Regions from separate parts of the Salvelinus alpinus genome. Here region 1 is linked to region 2. The links are chromatin contacts, called in public Hi-C maps. All regions are on one chromosome and are shown on one strand. The core of a region is the stretch at or near the end of the contact, and the rest is flanking DNA. Distances in the headings are between cores, read along the strand shown.

Region 1 (3,682 bases), core at 155-2,654, 160 kb after region 2:
GCTGAAAAGGAAAATCAAGAGAATGAGAAAACCATGAAAAATATGCTTAACTTTCTCTAGAAAACTCAAGTAGACAGAGGGACTACTAAAACAGCTGTGGCAAGCAGAGTACATTGAATGACAAGGCAAGAAAACCCAGAAAGACAACACTGCCACCTAGTGACATCAGAATCACTAGACATATTCTCCTCAGCTCAGTGTTGACTTGCAATGCTTTTTTTTCTCTTTGGGCTAATGGGCGTTATCCGCTGCAGTATAAAACAGTTACAAACATTGGCAAGGGAAAATAATACTCTGCATTTGTGGAGTCAATGGGTTGTTGGGTAGATTTGGGTCGAATTGAAAGTCCACCTTTTGATTACTTTGGGCTGTTCAGTAAATCATAGGAATCCTGATTAGATTCTGATCGTCAACAAAAACAAATAAATGATTGTTACTTAATGGTCCCTTTCCTGCTGCTTTCGTCTTCAATGCATCCAAGGCTTTCTGGTCTTCTTTCTGCTTCTGTTTGAAGGCCATTTCATCCTGGATTTGACATAAAGCAAATGTGATCAGGATTACAATGGAAATACACTAAGCTACATTTGAACTCCAACATTTAGAAAAACACTGAGTGTTCCCTCATTAGAAGTTTATATTACATGATACAGGCTACATATAACATCGTGCAAACAATGACAAACTCACATCATCCATCTCCTTAGTCGCTTTTTTGGCAGATTTTAAGGGCTTCTTTTTACCACCTATAAGACAAGAACATATCCCATTCAATCAATATATCGTGAATGAACGAATACCGCATAAGCGCGTCACACACAGAAGAAGCCTTCAGAAGGTAGGAAGCTAGCTAGCTAAACTGATCATGACATGCGGGACAGTTTCACACATTACACAGCTAACCATCTAGAATAACTTTGATATATGTATTACCTAGGAGCAGTTAGTAAGATGGTTTGAGCAATCAGCAATGTATGGGCATATATGGTACATACAAATGCATTCACAGTAAAAATAATAATTTTTAAAAAATCTGCTTTCTAGCCTACATTAGTAGCAAGGCTTGCCAGCTATTCCAGCTAGCTAGATACATACATTACATTGCATGGGTTGCTAGCGAGCTAGACTGGACAGTCGTAGCTAACCAACTTTCTATATAATAGCATCATTATTACTTTTCACCTTAAAATAAATATCGAGGTGTATGTCAAATATGTAAATGTGAATCTCACCTTCTCTTCCGGACATATTTGCGAGTGTTTCAATAAAATCTAAATAAAACAACTGAGCTAGCTTGTTCGCAGTTGCTTTCTAACAGAGAGGAAGAGGCTAAGCGAGAAATTCTACTCCGCCAAAAATCTGTCCAGGAAAATAAGCTTCTTCTTCTTCTGGTTTATTGACGAACTACACGTAAAAGGTGTTTTATCGCCACCAACTGGACGGGGGTGAAAAACTTCACTAAAGAAAAGTAATTCCATTATCGGGAAAATATAATGAACAAAAATCCACACAAACAACGAAAAAACAATATACAGTACCAGTCAAAGGTTTGATCATACCTACTCATTCCAGGGTTTTCTTTGTTTTTACTATTTTCTACATTGTAGAATAATAGTGAAGACATCAAAACTATGAAATAACACATATGGAATCATGTAACCAAAAAAGTGTCATACAAATCTAAATATATTTTATATTTGAGATTCTTCAAAGTAGCCACCCTTTGCCTTGATGACGTGACACTCTTGGCATTCTCTCAACCAGCTTCACCTGGAATGCTTTTCCAACAGTCTTGAAGGAGTAGCTGTGTTGCATCAACCCTTTTCTTTCTTTCTTTATTTTATTTCATCAGGTAGGCTAGTTGAGAACAAGTTCTCATTTACAACTGCGACCTGGCCAGAGCGTCCAGTGTGCACTCTGAACGCTCCAAGAGCGAAGCGCTCTGAATTTACAAACTGACAATGCTCTGAATTTATGAACCCCAGAGCACACTCTGGCACTCCAGATTGAATTTACCAACATGCTCTTTATTTCAGCATTATGACTGTTACTATAGAGAACAATTTTTTTATTTTTTATTTAACTAGGCAAGTCAGTTAATAACAAATTCTTATTTACAATGACTGCCTACCCCAGCCAATTGTGTGCCCACCTATGGAACTCCCAATCACAGCCAGATGTGATACAGCCTGGATTCGAAACAGGGACTGTAGTGACATCTCTTGCACTGAGATGCAGTGTCTTAGACCACTGCGCCACTCATCATGGATATAACCTGTTATAGCGTGGACATTGCCAATGAGGGCTTCCACCATTTTAAAGGAGTTAACTGGGTGGGGATTCCTGAGTTGGGAGCAATCTGCCAATGAAGAAAAATAAAATGGACTGCTTTAAAATGGAGATATCCTCAATGACGCTGCCCATGCTGTCATAGACACTATAATGGCACAGATACAAGGATGAGTCCTAGCTATATCTATCTCTTTGGCCTGTTGTTCGCATGCTTGTTTACTCTCTCATTGACTAGAATGGTCCCACCTGATCTGGTCTCTTCCTGCATGCTTTACATCAGAGAGGAAGAGGCCCAACTCGATGGAAAATCTGTCTCCCTCCAGCAGGTGGCTATTTTCGCTTGTTTCGCTCACCAAGCATGGGGTTTTCAAACGGAGGTCGATGAGAGAGTGACGAATTTGGTCAACGAAAAACTGAATGGCTTATTTGCTATGTGAGATTTATTTGATCGAATAGAAGTTTCATAATGCTTAAGTTGTTATGACTGTACTGATATAAGTAGGACACGTAACATTCCGGAAACTTTGAGAAAAAACACTTTATATTGGAGTTGTCTCGAGATTGCTATTCATAAAATAGGGCTCCCAAGTAGCGCAGCAGTCTAAGGCACTGCAGCTCAGTGCTACAGACACACTGGTTCGATTCCAAGCTGTATCACAACCGGCTGTGATTGGGACTCCCATAGGGCGGCGCATAATTATCCCAGCGTTGTCTGAGTTTGGCTGGTGTAGGCTGTCATTGTAAATTAGAATTTGTTATTAACTGACTTGCCTAGTTAAATAAAAATATAGTGTCTCTCTTCATCGAATACAGGCTGTTGACGTCAACAACCCTCATCAAATATTAAAAAAAATATGACAAAAATGAGATGTTTCCACTAATCCAAAGAAAGGATAGGCGGGAGCTAGACAGACGTTTTGTGGACAACGACTACCACTGTTAGGGCAGAGACGTGTATCTTGTCAGTATATCCATCATCTTTGCTTACATATTTGAGAACGCGTATTTTCATTGTTAGAGCGGTCACTTGACTATCTTGGCAACATATTGGACAATCTTTGTTTCTAATCCGCGCTGTTAGGACCTTACTTCCACTCTAAACCGGATGCAGAATATTTGTGATGTGCCTGATCATAAACATTTTATGATAAAATTACTATGTACGTTTTGTAGCCAGCTGATCATTTGCCTAATACTTGAAGACAACCGGTACGTGATTATTCTTATTAGGTACATAAAAACAAATCAGAGATCAATAGCAAGGACTAGAACATGATGTGTATTTAGCCCTGGGTTGCCTAAAGCAAGTTTGAAAACTGTCAGCTAGCTAGGTAGCTACGCTAGCTAGGCCGCTGTCTATGGTAATTCATTGGGCGTCTAAACCACTGCATCA
Region 2 (3,477 bases), core at 916-3,415:
AGAGAAATTAACATTAAATTCTCTGGCAACAAATCAAATCAAATTTTATTTGTCACATACACATGGTTAGCAGATGTTAATGCGAGTGTAGCGAAATGCTTGTGCTTCTAGTTCCGACAATGCAGTAATAACCAACAAGTAATCTAACCTAACAAGTAATCTAACCTAGTAATCTAACCAACAGCTCTAGTGGACATTCCTGCCATTAGTAAATCAATTGAACGCTCCTTCAAAACATAAGACATCTGTGGCATTGTGTTGTGTGACAAAACTGCACATTTTAAAGTGGCCTTTTATTGCCCCCAGCACAAGGTGTACCTGTGTAATGATCATGCTGTTTAATCTGTTTAATCAGCTTGATTTGCCACACCTGTCAGGTGGATGGAGTATCTTGGCAAAGGAGAAATGCTTACTAACAGGGATGTAAACACATTTGTGCACAACATTTGAGAGAAATAAGCTTTTTGTGCGTAACATTTCTGGGATCTTTTATTTCAGCTCATGAAACAAGGGACCAACATTTTACATGTTGGGTTTACATGTTGGGTTGATATTTACTGGATGAAAGGAAAAGTCCACAGTCCCTGAAATATTCTTTAACTTTTAATCTTATTTTTTGGCAGCTGAAGACAGAACAAAACTTAACAAATATTTCAGTGAGTGTTTTTTTCCCTCCCTTTCTTCCATTATTTATTTACAAGTTAAACAGGCTATTGTTTACCCTCTTAATACAGTAAACATCAGAGATGGGACCAAGTCACTATTATTCGAGTCACAAACAAGTCTCAAGTCGAGTCCCAAGTAGAACGGGTCAAGACTGGAGTAAAGTCCAAGTCGTGCATTCTAAGATCAAGTCAAGTCGAGTCACACGTTTTTAAGTCAAGTTTCAAGTCAAGCAAAACAACATATCTATACATGCAACGACTTGTTCAACTACAAATCTTTGTCTATTTATTGAGGATACCAGACAGCTCTTTTGGTTATTTTGTCTACAACATATTTTTATTAGCCTATGTAATTGGGGCGGCAGGAAGCCTAGTGGTTAGAGCGTTGGTCCAGTAACCGAAAGGTTGCTAGATTGAATCACCGAGCTGACAAGGTTAACATCTGTCATTCTGCCCCTGAACACTGTTCCTAGGCTGTCATTGTAAATAAGAATTTGTTCTTAACTGGCTTGCCTAGTTAAATAAAGGTAAAATAGGAAGTCAGCATCAAATCAGCTGAAGGCAAGGCAGGTTGACGTCCTTCGAATGTAGATGTATTTACAGCTCTTGGTGATCCAATATCGTACAAAATATACAAGTACATTTACCAAATAAATATGCGCAAAATCTCAAAAGAAATAGCCTCCTGTCCTACCTGAGAAATCGAATCTGTCTAAGAGGAGCTCAAACACCAAATAAGCACTTGGCTCCCAGGACCATACCAATTGTCAATTATAACCAATAAACTGGTTCTACAATGTAAAATGCTATTTCCACATCCATTGGTACATTCGTCTTAATCAGACTGCATGATTATTAATGATATGTCAACGCCACGCATTCATGCAACAATCATTCAACGTTATTCTGACTCCAAAGCTGGTTCTGTGCGCCCGCGAGCGCTCCTATTACGCACAGCAAAAAAAATGAGAGACATGGCTATAAAATGAAACTGTATTGTAGGCCTATACAACTTCAAACAGAAATGTCTACGTGTTACAATAAACGGTACGGGAATGGAATGACGAAACTCTAGCAATTACTGTGGTATTAGATGGAATATAGATTTACCACATATGCATTTAAACGTCTGAAGCAACTGCAAACATTTCAACAAGAGGAAAAAAAAGCACTCTCCACTGGCGGGAGTTTAGAGAGCGGAATTAAAGAGCCGCCTATGGTGCGACTTCGTCACAGTAATATTTGATTTTTTTAACAACAAATTCCAAATGCAAGCTTAATAAGTAAATTATCAATGTCAAGCAATTATTTCACATCAAAAGACCAGTAGGCCTATACTAGTAATTGTTGCCCCATTGCCGGTGAGCTTGCAAATCACCAACATTTTTGGGAGCTGCATATTTGGTTGTTTTTATTTTGAAACTGCTTTCATAGGCTGCTGTAGATTGTAACATGTTTACCTCAATACGGGCTGGTTGTATGGAAATTAAACAGCAGAGGTCGCTGTGTTAAAAAGAAACGCTCCGCTACATCAACTAGACTACTCTCGCGAGTCGCGATAGTTCCGTTCCACTATCCGGTGGCGGAGACATCCAGGGGAGATGGCGGCCAGAGGTAGTTTTCAATCGGCTCCAACGGGAGGTGGTGGCGGGGGAATGGGACCCGGACCCCAGGTGCAAGGTGGAGGACCAGGCATGGGACCTGGAACTCCTGGTGGAAGGATGGGACTCTCATCGGGCGCACAGAACCACCTTTACCGATCTCCGATGCCTGGGCCTGGATACCCGGTGAGCCACGATTCAACGGCTAACGTTAGCTAGAACAAAGCCGTTTTCAAAGCGGTAGTTAGCCTATACTGTACTAATGATATGTAGTTAACGACGGGGTACGGTGACGTTACTCGTAAAGGCCCCTGATTACCATCCTTGATTTATTGTTTTGTGGCTATTCACAATGTTATGTTTATGCACAACTAGGTAGTTAGCTACTGTAGCTAACTACACTTTGTAGATGACCACCACCTACCGCGCTAGCTATGAGCTAAGTCTGTCCCCAAGTGGCGGTTAAAACTAATACGTTAGCTAAACTAGCTCGTTAACTGTCTAACTAACTAGCCCATTTGCTAGTAGTTTGGCGTGTGTTAGCCAAAAGCTATCTGGGTAGCTAACTAAGTAAAATTTGATTTGATTTGTCTGGTTTTAAATCCGCGGTTGCCAGAAGATACAGAACCTACCGTTACTTCCGTTTACACAAAGTTGCACTGGGGTCAGGACGCAATCATGGTTACATTAGGAATGTGTTAGTAAACTCACCCTGGCTATCTACTCTGATTTCAGGGCACTCTTGTCTGAGTGTGCCAGATCACAGAATAACTGATGAATAACCCTACCTACATGTACATATTACCTAAATTACCTTGTCTAACCTGTACCCCAGCACATTGACTCAGTACCGGTACCCCAATAATGATTTTGTAAATATATATATATATATATAGTCGTTATTGTATTGTTACTTTTTTTTAAATATTCATTTATTTAGTAAATATTTTCTTAACTTATTTTTCTTAACTGCGTTGTTGGTTATTAAGGGCTTGTAAGTAGGCATTTCACAGTAAAGTCTACCTGTTGTATTCAGCGCATTTGACAAATAAAATTAGATTTTTTATTTGAATTCAAAAACCTGTTGAATTTGATGATGTCAGCAGAAAAACAATTAAAATGGTTGCCAGCAACACAGTCACTAACTAGATAACATGAAAACAGCCTAACCAGCTCTTGTAGGGCAAGTAAAATGGTCAGTGAGGTGTTCC

Evidence for each region. A called contact is a pair of places that touch in the nucleus more often than the background predicts.
Region 1: a contact with region 2 is called in a Hi-C map of muscle, with 3 times the contacts expected there. The contact joins the promoter of tma7 here to the promoter of LOC139536335 in region 2. A contact is called at or near these places in 2 of 3 Hi-C or Micro-C datasets (muscle and red muscle).

What each region holds. Positions count from the first base shown.
Region 1 is chr12:52,558,231-52,561,912 of SLU_Salpinus.1, forward strand. tma7 (translation machinery associated 7 homolog) reads right to left here and starts at 1,405. Exons shown (of 4, transcript XM_071336801.1): 1 at 1,230-1,405; 2 at 688-743; 3 at 438-525; 4 at 1. The coding sequence starts at 1,245. ccdc51 (coiled-coil domain containing 51) reads left to right here and starts at 3,284. Exons shown (of 4, transcript XM_071336799.1): 1 at 3,284-3,498.
Region 2 is chr12:52,393,317-52,396,793 of SLU_Salpinus.1, forward strand. It overlaps LOC139536335 (SWI/SNF-related matrix-associated actin-dependent regulator of chromatin subfamily D member 1-like), which reads left to right and starts at 2,166. Exons shown (of 12, transcript XM_071336791.1): 1 at 2,166-2,452. The coding sequence starts at 2,267.